Regions from separate parts of the Mus musculus genome. Here all the other regions are linked to region 5. Evidence: chromatin contacts called from public Hi-C, HiCAR-type and HiChIP or PLAC-seq data. All regions are on one chromosome and are shown on one strand. Each heading gives the region's core, a stretch centred on a gene start, on an enhancer-like site or on the middle of the called end of the contact. The rest is flanking DNA. Distances are from core to core; before and after follow the strand shown. Region 1 overlaps Gm33597 (a long non-coding RNA gene). Region 2 has its middle 7.2 kb from the start of Gm33410. Region 3 has its middle 4.0 kb from the start of Gm33597. Region 4 overlaps Gm33410 (a long non-coding RNA gene). Region 5 overlaps Bnc2 (basonuclin 2).

Region 1 (2,700 bases), core at 187-2,686, 320 kb after region 5:
GGACATCTGCCTGTTTGTCTGAAGCATGCCAAGCAAGAAACAGCTGCTGAGAATAGCCCAGAAGGCATCACTTCCTGTCTGCTTAGGAGACCAGTCCAGGTGCACCCCAACCCTCCTTCCCAACTCCTGCTACACTGGGCAAGAGGCTTTAGAACACAGAAAGGCATTGGCCACCTGATTCCATTCCAGAGACCCAGACCAGGGTCCTGGAGAGGTCCTGCCAGCATCTTCTCCCAGGATGCTAAGCATCAGAATTACCAGAAAGGAGGCAGGGCATGGAACGTCTCAAACCTTGGAGGCACAGGGCACTGGCCCAGTATCCAAATCTGCTTGGACTGTGTCATTGACCTCAGGCAAACCTTTCCACCTTGTTACCCGTTAAGCCCCAGTTTCCTCCTTTCTAATGTGCCCCCACCTCCCTGGCAGAATAAATGTTTCTCTTCCAGGGAGCCGGGAGCATATGATACATAATTTAATCTGGGCACTTCAACTATACTATGGTTGGCTAATTATGTCTCTCTCTCCCTACAGGCCATCAATGTCTTAAGGCAGGAGGCACCTCTCAGTCTCCCCTGGTACCCCTTTTAGCCCTGAGCCTCCATCATCTTGTCTTAGTTGACTGAACACACTGGAGGATTCTACCAGAAACAGCCACATTTCTCACGTCTTAAGATGCCCACATTGCATATCTACCTGCTGCAATGCCTGTGAAGAGACAGTCCCTGCCCCCACGTAGGACCAGAGGACAGTAATTGGAAATGTCCTCTGTGCCACAGATCTCTGTCCCACCCCTCCCACCTACTGCTGCTGAATCATTTTCTATCAATGGCCTAGTAGTGTCCCATTGACCGATGAACCCTGTAGGGCCCAGAATGCATAGCGTCTCTCATGAGCGATCGGGAGGATTTTGTCTGGACTGAAGAGGTGTGCTCGGCAGAGCCGTTCTGAGGGAAGCTTGTGAGGAGTGAGGAGAAGGCAAGGAAATGGCTAGAAGCAGCACTCGCTTCCCAAGATGCTGTGAGAACTGAGGCACGTCATGGGAGCCCTCAGAATTTGTGTCGATCTCCTGTCGAGGCTGACTTGCGATGGCATTCCTTGGCACCGTGGCCTTGAACTGTGAGTGGACAAGGGAAGCTTTGAGGACTATGTGAAGTTGAATTTGAGCATCCCAATGTGACTGTACTTCCTGATAGAATCTTTACAGAGATGATGTTAAATGAGGTGGCAAGGCTGAGGTCTTTAATACTGAGGATTTCTCAGTACATGTGCACAGAGGAAAGGCATCACGAGGGCCCAGGGAGCAGGCAGCCACCTGCAAGTCAGGCTTGGTCACCAGACACAGACCCTATTGCCACCTTGGTCAGACATATAGCTCCAGACTGTGAGAAAACAAACATCTGCTGTTTCAGCTGCCAGGCTGTGGCTGCCTGCTGTGACAACCAAGCTGACTAATAGCATCGGGCCTCTTTGTGAGCACTGCCTGTCATACCCCTGCCCCAGGGGAGGGGCAGAAGTCACAATGCATGGGAAGAGGAGCAGGCTCTATTGAAATGGGGGTTTGTTTATAAGATGTAAAGTGAAGTGAGTGAAGAAGGTACCACTAGCTCTCTCCACAGGCCAGACACAGTGAGAATTTTAACTCCTACTTAGGAATTTTGTAGCATAGTAAGAAAGAGACCCAGTCATGGGAACAATAATCAGATGACTCAATGTTCAGTAGGATGGCCTTGGAGACCAACACGTAGTAGGGCGTACTAGTTTCCAGTACTGGGAGTTCCTGGGAGCCATGAATCAATCTCTCTTTCTCTCTCTCCCCCCTCTCTCTCGTGTGTGTGTGTGTGTGTGTGTGTGTGTGTGTGTGTGTGGTGTGCACTCAGCTCTTGAAGCCAAAATAAGGGCTAGAAGGAATTGACCAGGCTGTAGGCTGCCATGAGCATCCCAAGCCTCTATCTACATCCCCAGAGCAGGACCACTTAGAAGCTGAGGTAGAGACCAAGCCCAGGCGTGCTGCAATGACTCTGTTGGACCCTTGTACCTACTTGCACTCAGGTAGACAGTCTGGGGTGTTTATAGCCTCAAATGTTATGGGGACGTTGCCCTTCATGCAGGTCGCCTGCCTTCCTCCTCTGTACTTGGTCTTCAGCACTGTGTGCCTACCATCCCTCAAACCCTTACTCTTGCTTCATTTTATTTTTATTTTATTTTATTTTATTTTATTTTTAACAAGTGGAGCCAAACTTCTGGTGCTGAGTAGAACTTCCCATGTGAACTGTGGCTCCTTAAATGTGTTTCTCTCCCCTGATAATGTTGGGGGTGTGTGCATTACTAGGTCAGGGACATCAGAAGAAACATTCTGTGGCTTTTCCAGAGACTGGTCTCATCGCTGTTGATCACTTTATGGGTTAGGATTCACCATCTCAACTATGGGCAATATGAACAGTTCCTAACAACCACTTTCTTGTCACAGTGTTAAAATGTGTTTTAAAAACAATCCCAGTTCAGTCTAACAGCAAAGCTTCACACTGCCCCAGTGCTCCAGATGAGCTCTAAGCAGTCGAGGGGGCTGTCGGGAACTTCTTTCTTATTCCCCTTCCCCCTCCTTTGCTACTGCCTGCAGTCCTGGCTTCTTGGAGTGGGGGGAGGGGGGAACGAATGCACATTCTTTCTATGTGATTGGTTGTAGTGTGTCCATGGGAGCCA
Region 2 (2,749 bases), core at 125-2,624, 460 kb after region 5:
TGCCTGTAAACATTGCTGAGAAACTGCAAATGATGTTCTTTGAGGGTAGATTTTTCTACCCCCCACTAGCCAGAGAGAGCCTTCCAGAATTTCTCCTCCACTGTTTCTCAGAGGGATATAGTGTTATTGTCAGGGAATTGTGTTCAGTAACAGGATTCCTTCATAATTAGGGAACATGTTCATTTTGGTGATACTATTTCCCCAGGGACTCTGGGTATCTTAATTGCATGAATGGGTTTTCTTTCCTGTTTTGTGTCTGCTATTATTTCTCATGTTTTTCTTCTTATAGGGGATGGGATAAATGAAGCACACCTATGAGCAAGGTCTCTGATTTAAGGACCAGAGCATAAAACACACAGCACTTCACCATCCCCGGTGACCAGCAGATTGCCCGGGAGGCTCCATCTCGGTTTCTCCCTAGACAGACTAACACACTTATTCCATCAGTTGATTTTGTTGATTCTAAGCCACACAAGGCACTAGAAAAGCTGTATTTTGTGGTCATCCCAGTTTGCCTATGAAAAGCAGATGACACAGTTGTATGGCACTGACTTCTCTCACGAGGGTTAGTTTGAAAGCCGTCTGTGTTTATTTACTTTAAGGGAGAAAGTGGTGAAGGAAACAGCAAGCTGGGTGTGTTGTGAAGGCTTCAGGCTCTGTGCAGCTCCTTCCTGTGACTTCCTCGGGACAGAGAAGGGAAGACACTGGCCCGCCATCGTAGGTGGCTTGCTCCCTACACTGAATGGACTCTCCCTTACTTCTTTCTCCCAAGCTTCCCCCCCCCCCCCAATCCACTCTTTGGGTCCAGACCAGTTGTCCTCAGGATGGGAGAAAAATATTGGGGCCTCGCTGACAGCCCTGGGGACAGATCTGGGTCCTAAGCAGATGGTTTCTGCCAGGGGAGGGGAGGGAAATTCCTGATACAAAAACAAGATAACTGAGAGAGAAAGAGAGAGAGAGGCAAGAGCCAAAATCATGCCCGGAATGTAGGGAATTCACAGGGATGAGAAAGAAGATGCAAACAATGTACAGAGTGTGAGGGGGCCGGCTCCCATCTCCACCTCTGCTTTATTCTCTCCGAACAAGCAACCTGTCTCTTCCAAATGGACAGTGGCAAGCCCTCAGGCACTCCTGGCCACCTTATTTCTGACTGGCCGTGAACTTACGGGATCATGCTGCCTGTGTGTGAGAACATGTGTACGCGGTGCAATTAAAAAGGAAGTCAGAAGACGGAACAAATCAATGGCTACCGATTCATAATAAGTTCCTTTCTATATATTTATTTATTTTCCTTTTAGCCACTAAAGGAGCAACAGCAAACTTGCAGCGAGCAGTTGTTGCCAGAGGGTGAATCATGGCTATATTGATTTGATTATGTAAAAGCTCAGAGGAACCTCAAGCCAGATACAGAAATATCTCATAGCCCTGAACCCTACGGGACACACACTAGTAAAAAAGCAATCTTTATATTGTTCCTGATAAAAGCATCATTAGTTTCCTCATAGTGAAACCATTTCTCTGCTGATACAGTATATGGTTTTCTTTTCCTCTAGAATCCACTCAGACATAATTAACACTCAGTTACTAGACTTGAGGCTCCCAGGAGTGCCCTGCTAAAGTTAGGGAGGGGTTAAGAGTTAGAGATGGTCAGGAAGAAAGACTGAGACAGGGTGGTAACAGAGGGAGAAAGGAAGGGGCTGAGAGGAGATGAGGGAGGAGAAAGAGGGAGGTCGAGGCAGGTGGGGGGAAAGTATGGAATTTCCCCTTTTCTGTGGTTTTGAGCATCCCCCTGCCTGGCTTGCACAGCTGTAAGCGCCGGCGCGGTGGCGCCCTCTGCTGGGCGAGTTTATCCTCCCAGCTTTGGAGCCCCACAGCCGGGAAAGCCCCATTCTGCACAACACTCTTCCATACTTAGGTGCTTTGCTTCCTTAAGAATAACACTTCAGACATCACCTTCCAGGGAGGCGTCTTGAATGGTGCCTCTGCAGACAGACAAAAGCTGACGACACATGCGCTGTCTGCTACAGCTGCAGGAGCAGCAGCAAAGCTCCATTGCCTTTAAAGATGGGGGTAAAACGCCTGACTGAAGCATTCCTGGAAATAACAGGGTGGAGTTTGCTGGGTCCAGACATTTTAAGGGTTGAGGAAATGGAAGTTGGGAGCAACAAAGACTCCTGCTTTTAGGGCTTCAGGTCCTGCCTAAGGGACGTCTTGGCCACCTGTGGCCTAGAGAACCCACATAGCAGAGAACTCTGATCTCAGCCTGGGCTTCAGTTTTGTCAAGAGAATAGAAACGCCCAGCGTGCTGACCAGCCTGTGCACTGCTAAACAAATAATGACCCTCTCTGAAAAGGAAAATTGTTGATTTAAAAGTCTTAGATTGGAGGGTTTGAATGTACACAGCAGGAAGAAACCAGGTCCCACTGGAAGTTTACGCTAGCATCCTCTGTTTATGTTAGAAAGCCTATGGCAATACACACATATACACAGTGGCCACGAAAGCATAAATAAACAAAGGAACACTTTTCACACATAGGGACACAACCAGAACCACATGGTTACAAACTTTCAAACTCCAGCATGTCTTAACACAATCTCAGAGCGGTGGCAGCTTGCTCCTTAGCCCTGTCCTCAAGTCTTTTCCTCTGTTTAAACAAAGCTGGTGCATGAGGGTGGGAGTGGGGGAGCATGAAGTGGAAAATCCCCAGATTATCTAGGACCCCACTGTTCAACACTGGGGGCTCAGCCC
Region 3 (2,725 bases), core at 94-2,593, 300 kb after region 5:
CATGTTATAGGTGGAATATTTAGATCTTTCTCAAGTTCACATGCTAAATTTTAACCCACGATGGAATAGTATTAAGATACAGGGCTTTTAGAAGCTGATTGGGCCTCATGAATGGGATTGATGCTTATATAAAAGGGCTGCTGCTGGGCTCTCTCTCAACTTCTGAGTGAAAACCCAGGAAGAGGACACCCAGGGAGGCGGGAAGCAGGGTTACAGAGTTTGTTTAGCACTGTGCTGGGGAAGGAGAAGCTTTAGTGTTAGGATGAGCTCAACCTGTCTTTTCTTAATTTCTGAAAGAGGCTGGTGATGCTCTTGGCTCAACCTGAGTCACCCTCCCAGGAGCGAGGTGTGTACAAAGTGGGAAAACAGGAAGGCTGCCACTGCAGCATCTTCTGATCTATCAACATTAGCCCACTTCCCCTCGTAGCCATTTTTAGTGGTAACTTGTTATATTCTTATCTTGTGTGTGTGTGTGTGTGTGTGTGTGTGTGTGTGTGTGTGTGCGCGCGCGCACGCGCTCGCGTGGGATGGTGGTGGTGGTGGTGGGTGGTAAAAGTTACCCAGTTTGCCGAGAGTGTCACATGCAGTAAAGGGAGAGCAGGAGTTCAGTTCTGTGACAACAGAGAGAAGAGTTAAGCTTTCTTGGGAGGTTGCTCCTTCCCAACCTTTTGCATCTTAGTATTGTCCCTATCTGCAGCATACACCAACCCTATCAGGTTACATGTCCCTGTCTATGACCTTAGAAGATTTCATTTTCCAAAAGAAACGCACCATAGTCCCATAAGCCTTATCACACTAGCAGAGGAGAGAAGGGAAGTTATACTTCTCAGTAGCCCTTCTTGGTTTCTTCTGAACCACCAGTCACCTGGGCCCATTGTAGGTAAGAAGATGCCCTGGAAGAATCCAAAAAGGGAGATCAAATAATTGATTCCTGATAGAGTGCCAAGCTTCAAAAAGCACATCTACCCTTGACAGTTCTCTTAAGATCTCAGCAGAGCAAAATTATTTGGCATCAGGAAATACCAATGACCCCAAGGACCTAAATAAAGTAGCAAGCACTTCTTTGTCTGTTTCCTTTCTTTCTCTCTATCAGATGCCATTGAGTGGGATGGGAGAGAGTCCCCCATGATTGCCTCAGGGAGGGAGTGTGGCGTTTATAACTTTCTTTCTTCAAGATTAGTAGATTGCACAGGAAGGGGAAAGAGAGAGAAGGCAGAGCCGGTGTCTAACTGTGAACAGAAAGGAGCTAGGGTTCCCAACACCCTTGGCTTGGGTGTGGGCCCTACTTACTTTTGACCACGGGTGTGTCTGATGTTCTGGGAATTCACATTATTTCAAACAAAAGCTTAAAGCCACACACTGAGAGGGTGGTCTCTGGAGGTTTAAGAAGAGCTGCTCAATTGCCCTGAGCTGCTCCCAGGAAAGCTGCTTCCTGGTTTCATTTGCTCTTCACAGAGCATTTTCACCCGCGACCTTTCATTAGACCCACACAACAACCACCCTGCCTCATACATGGAAAAGATCATTTCTCGGAGTTCTCAGAGCCTTGCTGCTGCCATTAAAATACTTGCCTGGGGTCAAATAGCTAGAGGTGAAGGCACCTACTGGAAATCTGACTCCGTTCTGCTCCACACCCGGTTTCTCCAGTAGGGTGGCCAGCTTTGGACCACTTCCAAGGTCACCCCTAGTTCTTCATCACAACTGGTGCTGGGACTGTAACCCCATTTCCTCTGAATGAGGAGTCTAATCAGTGGGAAAGCAGAATGAAGTTTGTTTTTTCTTTATATGCCTTCCTTACTTTCTTCTCCCATTGTAGTAGACCTAAGACTTTGACACAGCCATGCTCTACCCAGGGATGTAGTATCAGGAAGTATTCAAAAGTGATACCACTTAGGAAGAACATTATTTAGGGTGTTGATCTAGAGATAGGTGCCTGCCATATCGTTCTGAAAGGGGCACATTGAAATGAGCCTGAAGGCATCCTTTAGAGTAAGAATATATTCAATCAGTGCAATAGTTTCGAGATTTTAACTCACATAATGGAGTGGCATTAAACGGCATAGAAAGATGGTCACAATCCATTGTTAAATAAGCAAAATAGTTCATTAAAAGGTATGTGAAGATTTCCTCATGTTACAACCTTAAAAAATATTTTCGCAGATATGTCAACAAATTCCCAGATAGTTACATACCAAAACAGCAATGCTAGCTATCTCCAGCTGGGATGATTCTGGTTGATTTTCATTTCCCTCATGGATTATCTATATTCCAAAACAGCCCACATTTAATGAGAATTGTTTGGTTTGGTTTGGTCTGGTTTGTTCTTGTTCTTGGTGGTGTTTTGTTTGTTTGCTTGTTTGTTTGTTTTGTTTTCTCCCCGAGACAGGGTTCCTCTGTGCAGCCTTGGCTGTCCTGGAACTCAGGCTGTAGACCAGGCTGCCATCAAACTCAGAGGTTGACCTGCCTCTGCCTCCTGAGTGCTGGGATTAAAGACATGCACCGCTACTGCACAGTGGAAATTGATTTTGTAGTGTGAAAAAAGTTCTATAGGATTGGTAGCAAATGATTGGTTGTGCATTCTGACCACTCATATTCATTTGCTTTTATGTCTGTGTTAAATGCCAGGCACTACAAGTGTCGGCCTTGTGTTCATCTCGGCGTATGATTCTCCAGCCACTGTCCATTTCCGGGACTCATGGGGTTGTTCCTTTAGAAGCAAACTAGT
Region 4 (2,700 bases), core at 15-2,514, 430 kb after region 5:
ATTTTCCACTGAGAAATAGAATTACTGCCCCGTGGAATTCTTACCCAGCGTGAGAAGTGAGCAGTAACCCCTCCTTTTCATTAGTTAAACAAAGAGGTCTATTTTTCAAATGAAAACTTTCAGCATGGAAAACAATGGAATTCCCAGGGCTTTGTTAGAAGCAGGATTCTCAGTACACCGATTCTCAGTGCACCGATAAACATGTCTATGTGGATGTTCAGCGGCAGAGGGTGCCGGTGATACCCGATCAAATGATAGAACAGGTCTGGTAAAATGGATGACCAAGGACTTAGCTTCAGGATTCCCAGAACAATCCCAGGTAGAAAGGCCAACAGAGAGAATGATCCATGACCTGGGAAGAGGTCAAGTGTTCTGGAGAGAGAGAGACAGAGACAGAGACAGAGACAGAGACAGAGACAGAGACAGAGACAGACAGAGACAGACAGACAGACAGACAGAGACAGAGAGACAGAGAGAGACAAAAACACAGACAGAGACACAGAGAGAGAGAGAAAGACAGACACACACACAGAGTACTAATATTTTCTGTAAGTCCATTAAATGATCCCCTTTCTTCCTCCAAGGCAAGCATCTCCTTCTGGTCAGAAAATAATCTGCCAAATTAAGCCCTGCCTGATTCAGTAGGGTGTGTGTTCCAGCTTGCTGAACTCCTGGCCTTCAAAGTTCTTCCAAACAAAAACCATCTTCCCATCAGAGGCATGGGGTAATGCCACGGCTTCTCTTAAGGTGTTCCCGGGCACTTGCACCCACATGAGAGCAGCTAAGAAGGTGAAAGCACATTCTAACTCCATCACTTAGAAGTGTGTCCTGGGCTTTCTCTGGGCCTCTCCTTGCCCACCTGCAGATGGGAAGAGTAGTCCTACTTACAGCGCAGTTCACATGAAGATTAAATGCAACAGTGCTTACTTACAAAGCACTCAGTGCCCTTTCTAAAGAGAGGAAGAGCTTGATTGAATTGTGGCCATTGTTATCAAGTTAAAGGGACCTGGCATATGTTCACAGGCCGAAACATTTTAAATTAATAAATATCATTCTTTGAGGTTTCCACTTTCTCCATCTTGCTTGCAGAGAGCATGTTGTTTAAAAAAATAAGAAGCAGGCACAAAATAGGAGCTCTTCAGTCGGAGCTTCCTTCTCTAATCAGTCTGCGAATGTTTCGGGGAGTGCTCTATTTAACTTGGCTGGCCCCGAGTTTTGCCGTGAGTAATATGCTGGGCTTAATTTCAAACTCCACGCAGCCAAGATCACTGGATACTTGAGCTTCCCCAAGCTGAGTTGATACAGCTGCTCTGCCCCTGGTCACTGGTGAGCTGTCCCTGAGGATCCCAAAGAGTCTTAACATAAACAGGTCAGTGCGCGTGGGCCACCGCAACAGTAAAGGGCATGGATCGTACAGAGGAGCAACCATGGGAGGCAGAACTGGGAGACCGGGGGAGCTCAAAGGCAGAGTCAGGAAACACTGAGACGGAGAGAAGATGACAGACAGAGTGGAAAGGGAGGCCTCTGTGAGGCTTGAGGAGATCAGCGTTGCCCGAAGAATCCTGCAGTCAGGGAGTGCAGGAGGTGAGAAGAAGGTCCGCTTTATGATGCTACCATAATAATAAACGAAAGGTATTACCGCTTTGCAAGTGAGGATTTCTGACACCAGTTAGATGAGACGATGGATACTTGCCTTTTAAAGTATTGAGTATGGCTTTCTTTTAAACACAGGCTCCATTACAAATAAAACTGTAGAAACCAAATTCAATTTCGACATGCCGTCCCCCAGAAACTTAGCTCTGGTATAAAACAAGGCTTGTCAAGGCCGTGGAGAACTTAGTCTGTAGAAGGAGGGACAAGATTCGTGGACAAATGGAGCAGGTTAATTTGAGGCCAGTGTAACTTCAGTGGCAGCCGGGTTGGCTCACAGGTCCAGGAGGCTAATGACTACGGAGTGCTCACTTTCCAGCTAGGAAATGTCTCCTTGGCTTCTGAGGTAGCAACACTCTTACCTTAAAAGGTTTGGATTGATGATCTGGGCCTAATAAAAGTGGATTCTCCAGTCTGTTGGGAACAACAATCATTTCAAAAGTGAAAGATAATGAAGATGTTCTAGAAGCAATATGATTATGAATATACATTATAAATGATAATTACAGTTCACCATTTTGGCCTTCAGAGCCTCCCAACATTATAACCCAGTGCTGGTGATTCATCTTCTCTGTTCCCTTTTGAAGGAAAATTAGTTTCAAACTATAGATTTTCCCCTTTGGTCTGATTTGCGGTCAGTTCTGATTGAATTCTCCATCTCCTAAATATAAGTGTGGCATGGGGCTTTAGGTTTCGGTATGATCTGAAATCCGGGAGCTTCCGCATGCACTCGGCCCCTGAATTATACCTGGCTGGGCAGCTCACTTGGTCGTCTCAATACTATGCAATCGCCGAAGCACCCAACATTGTCACAGAAATAAAATTCTGATGTATAGATACACTTAAAGGATCAAATATCACAAAGCAACTCTACTTCAGACATGCAAGGTTGGTTTAACATAGAAATCAGTCAACAGAATTCATCAGAGTAACAGGATAAAGAAAAAATCATAACCATCTCAAAATATAAATAAAGAAAATATTTGATAAAACAGTATATCTTCATAATTAAAAATCAATTATCTAGTTGTGGCAATATTAGAAAAGAAT
Region 5 (2,700 bases), core at 78-2,577:
CTTGTTCCTTCGCTTGCTTTTTGTTTACATTGCTTGCAAGCATGATCTTCACAAGTAATGAGTCAAGAAGTTCAGATTTAAATCCGGTACAGTTGCTTGCTTCTGTTGTGATAAGGCTTTAGCTATGTGATATGGTTAACTTCGTGTTTTAGAATTCTTCACCTTTGATTTTTTTTTTTCTTCTAAAAATTTTCTTCTAAAATTGTCAGGAGACATCAGAATTATTTCTGTTTTGTATTTTGTAAGTCTAAATTAAATGTCACTTAAATGTGAAAGAACTGGCACCTTCGCTAAGGAGTCCCCAAAGCAAATGGTCATGTCAGTAATCATAACCTAATTATGAATGCAAAGTGAAGTTTGTTTCTTAAAAAAGCACAAAACAGAGGAAAGTAAGCCCCACAGCATCTCACAGCATTATCTAGCCCAGGAGAAAGCCTCCTTCTGCGAAGCCATAGGGTCCTGAATGGTAGCAGTAGTAATAAGAGAGGATGCTGGCATCTGCCCAAGGACTTGTTCAGAGGGATCCACAAATGGCCTGCTCAGTGTGTGGCTGTACAGAAGTTCCAGGGTGACACATGCCTCCCAAGCCAGTCACAATGCAAGAGGTCAGGAGTCATGTTCAAGGGCAGGGTGTTTCTGGATAAGGCTGAGGAAGCAGAGGTGGCCCCTCTGTGCTCAGTGTGTGGGTCTGTGTACTCCTTTCCCGTCAAAGCTGGCCCAGCATGGCCAAAAAGTGGTTCCTTGGCAGGGTTTAATGGCAGGATGATGTAGTCTGTTGTGACTAGTGCATTCCTTTCAGGTTAAACTAGGGAAATGGCATTGTGTTAAAATTCCAAGTCGCATGAATGTTTTATTGCCACAGTGCATTTAGCCCTCCAGGGGAGTGTGTGTGGCAGAGGTGGGGTTGGGGGTGGGGTGACTTGGAGGCGCAGGAACTATCAGAAGGACACTTCCCTTGGAAAATTTTACCCATCAGCATGAAGCTGATTTGCTCTGATGGTCACTTAGAAGGGTTTCACTTTTTTTCTTCAACTGTGGCTGTTTAAAGTCTTGTAGTCCGGACAATTAGCAGCTGAAGAAAATATGACAAGACACACACACAGAGGCCGGCAGATAGAGAGGAGGAATGAGCCAGAAAGGAGCTGAGCTGCCTTGTGTAAACTGCCCAAGCAGGGCTCCCCCTCCCTGGCCGCCATCCCTGTCCCCCTTTCCCCAGGCTGTTTTTGCTGTCTGCCTGAAGGCCAGCGGGACTGCTCTGTTAACCTTGCACCACTGACTGGGAGGCCTCTGCAGCTCATGGTACTGTGTGTTACCATTACCACTCCCCCATTCCTTCTCCCTGGCTCTCCCCCCCTCCCCTTAACTGCTTCTCTATAACAACGGTTTATATTAGTCAGAGGCATACAATTTTGGAATGCAGAAGGTCTGAGTTAAAACAAAACAAATTTAAGTATGTGCTCGCTTGTGTTCTCCCCCCCCCCCCAACACTCCTGCATTTAGAAAGGCTATCCTGAGCCATTCTAATTCAATTCTCTCCAGACTTTTCCATCGTGATTTAAAACCAGGAATTCTGGAATTTGAGCAGTTTAAACAGGGAAGTTATTGAGTATCTGGAAGGAAGAGTGCTATGAAACCTTGCGTGGAGCCTCAGGTTGAGGGTACAGGCCTCAACAATGACCTCTGATTTTGCACACTGTCCCTCCCTTGCCCCTCTCAAGGAGTGTTTCTGCCTCCTTTATTGTTTCAAACATACAGTTGCCTGCCGAGGACTGATAGCTTGTATTTGTGAGCGTTACAAATAACACTCAGGACTCTTTCATGATCCGGTTCATTTGTAAGAGATTAAAATGTGCACTGATGGAACAGTTTCCTCTTGCTCTCTACCTTTGTAAAGCATTTGGGTTTCTCCCTGTGAAGAGGAGAGCTATAGCTTAAGAAAAGTCATAGTTTGAGCTGTAGTTCTGAATTGCCAGTTTCTCTATGTTTCCAAATGTTAAAATACTTCCAGAATATAACGGAAATTTAACATGAATATTGTACAAAAAATGAGGCATGAGTAAGCCAGTGTACCCTATTTATGTAGAATTTTAAGGGCTTGATTTGTACATTTTTATAAAATGATTTTGTCAAAATAGACCTCCAGAGTTTAATCTGATTAGTGGTGTTTGTATGATGGTTTGTTCTTTTTAAACAGATATATTGACATTGTTTATGGGAAGTCTTAAACTAGCAAGCAATCAACTTTACAACAAAATCGAGATTTATATGTGGACTTGATGCTTCACATGTAAGACATATTCATATACTAACCGTCTTCCCTAAGCTCTTGTGGTCCCCACAGAGTTGGCTCCTTTTACTCTGTGGCTGCTCAGGTGATAGTAGAGTTTGGCTGACTCTGGTTTCCAGTCGGGGATTTTAAAATGTAGGGTTTTGCTGGTATTTGTTTTTTTTTCCTTTCTGTTTTATTATTTATTATAACCAGTTTTAAAGTTGTCCCCCCCCCCCACAGGGTGTGAAAATAAAAGTGTCAAATAACCTTTCATGTGCATTTAGTTTATCTGGAAATATAGTTGATAGTTCTAATCATGGAAGCATTTTTTTTTAATTATGAAAAGGATGTTGTAGCTCTGCTCAGTCCTTTCCAATCTGATTTATTAAAAGTTTCCTCTTATTTTCCAAGAAGGAAAGAGTGAAATGACA

The links. A called contact is a pair of places that touch in the nucleus more often than the background predicts. HiCAR-type assays count read pairs that join an accessible place to other places. HiChIP or PLAC-seq counts read pairs in DNA pulled down with a chosen protein or histone mark.
Region 1: a Hi-C map of muscle stem cells shows a contact between it and region 5, with 3 times the contacts expected there. The contact joins two enhancer-like sites. A contact is called at or near these places in 1 of 484 Hi-C or Micro-C datasets (muscle stem cells), 1 of 115 datasets of contacts at active chromatin or transcription factors (fibro-adipogenic progenitors) and 1 of 9 other capture datasets (liver).
Region 2: a HiCAR-type map of embryonic stem cells shows a contact between it and region 5, with 4 times the contacts expected there. The contact joins two enhancer-like sites. A contact is called at or near these places in 2 of 39 promoter capture datasets (the 3T3-L1 cell line and stem cell-derived epiblast-like cells), 1 of 15 datasets of contacts at CTCF or cohesin (the NIH/3T3 cell line), 10 of 484 Hi-C or Micro-C datasets (cochlea, cumulus cells, embryonic fibroblasts and 4 more), 2 of 115 datasets of contacts at active chromatin or transcription factors (embryonic stem cells and vascular smooth muscle cells) and 3 of 9 other capture datasets (embryonic stem cells, embryonic tail and embryonic trunk).
Region 3: a Hi-C map of embryonic stem cells shows a contact between it and region 5, with 1.8 times the contacts expected there. The contact joins two enhancer-like sites. A contact is called at or near these places in 3 of 484 Hi-C or Micro-C datasets (all in embryonic stem cells), 3 of 115 datasets of contacts at active chromatin or transcription factors (all in embryonic stem cells) and 1 of 9 other capture datasets (embryonic stem cells).
Region 4: a contact with region 5 is called in an H3K27ac HiChIP or PLAC-seq map of the NIH/3T3 cell line, with 4 times the contacts expected there. The contact joins two enhancer-like sites. A contact is called at or near these places in 3 of 39 promoter capture datasets (embryonic stem cells, hippocampal neurons and stem cell-derived epiblast-like cells), 1 of 15 datasets of contacts at CTCF or cohesin (the NIH/3T3 cell line), 2 of 484 Hi-C or Micro-C datasets (embryonic fibroblasts and tail fibroblasts), 2 of 115 datasets of contacts at active chromatin or transcription factors (the NIH/3T3 cell line and vascular smooth muscle cells) and 2 of 9 other capture datasets (embryonic stem cells and embryonic trunk).

What each region holds. Positions count from the first base shown.
Region 1 is chr4:84,201,162-84,203,861 of GRCm38.p6, reverse strand. All of the region lies in intron 5 of Gm33597 (a long non-coding RNA gene), which reads left to right. Among named protein-coding and RNA genes, the nearest start is that of Gm33597, 18 kb to the left of the region's middle. Within about 2 kb of position 1,436, at least 72 of the 459 cell types and tissues checked have an H3K27ac peak or open chromatin away from gene starts, as enhancers often do. A contact at or near this core is called in fibro-adipogenic progenitors and muscle stem cells, where this site is marked.
Region 2 is chr4:84,063,911-84,066,659 of GRCm38.p6, reverse strand. No RefSeq gene overlaps it. Among named protein-coding and RNA genes, the nearest start is that of Gm33410, 7.2 kb to the left of the region's middle. Within about 2 kb of position 1,374, at least 18 of the 459 cell types and tissues checked have an H3K27ac peak or open chromatin away from gene starts, as enhancers often do.
Region 3 is chr4:84,223,364-84,226,088 of GRCm38.p6, reverse strand. No RefSeq gene overlaps it. Among named protein-coding and RNA genes, the nearest start is that of Gm33597, 4.0 kb to the right of the region's middle. Within about 2 kb of position 1,343, at least 5 of the 459 cell types and tissues checked have an H3K27ac peak or open chromatin away from gene starts, as enhancers often do. A contact at or near this core is called in embryonic stem cells, where this site is marked.
Region 4 is chr4:84,086,990-84,089,689 of GRCm38.p6, reverse strand. The region is part of intron 1 of Gm33410 (a long non-coding RNA gene); the gene reads right to left. Among named protein-coding and RNA genes, the nearest start is that of Gm33480, 6.4 kb to the right of the region's middle. Within about 2 kb of position 1,264, at least 38 of the 459 cell types and tissues checked have an H3K27ac peak or open chromatin away from gene starts, as enhancers often do. A contact at or near this core is called in the NIH/3T3 cell line and tail fibroblasts, where this site is marked.
Region 5 is chr4:84,521,963-84,524,662 of GRCm38.p6, reverse strand. The region is part of intron 3 of Bnc2 (basonuclin 2); the gene reads left to right. Among named protein-coding and RNA genes, the nearest start is that of Bnc2, 150 kb to the left of the region's middle. Within about 2 kb of position 1,327, at least 124 of the 459 cell types and tissues checked have an H3K27ac peak or open chromatin away from gene starts, as enhancers often do. A contact at or near this core is called in the NIH/3T3 cell line, embryonic stem cells, fibro-adipogenic progenitors and 2 more, where this site is marked.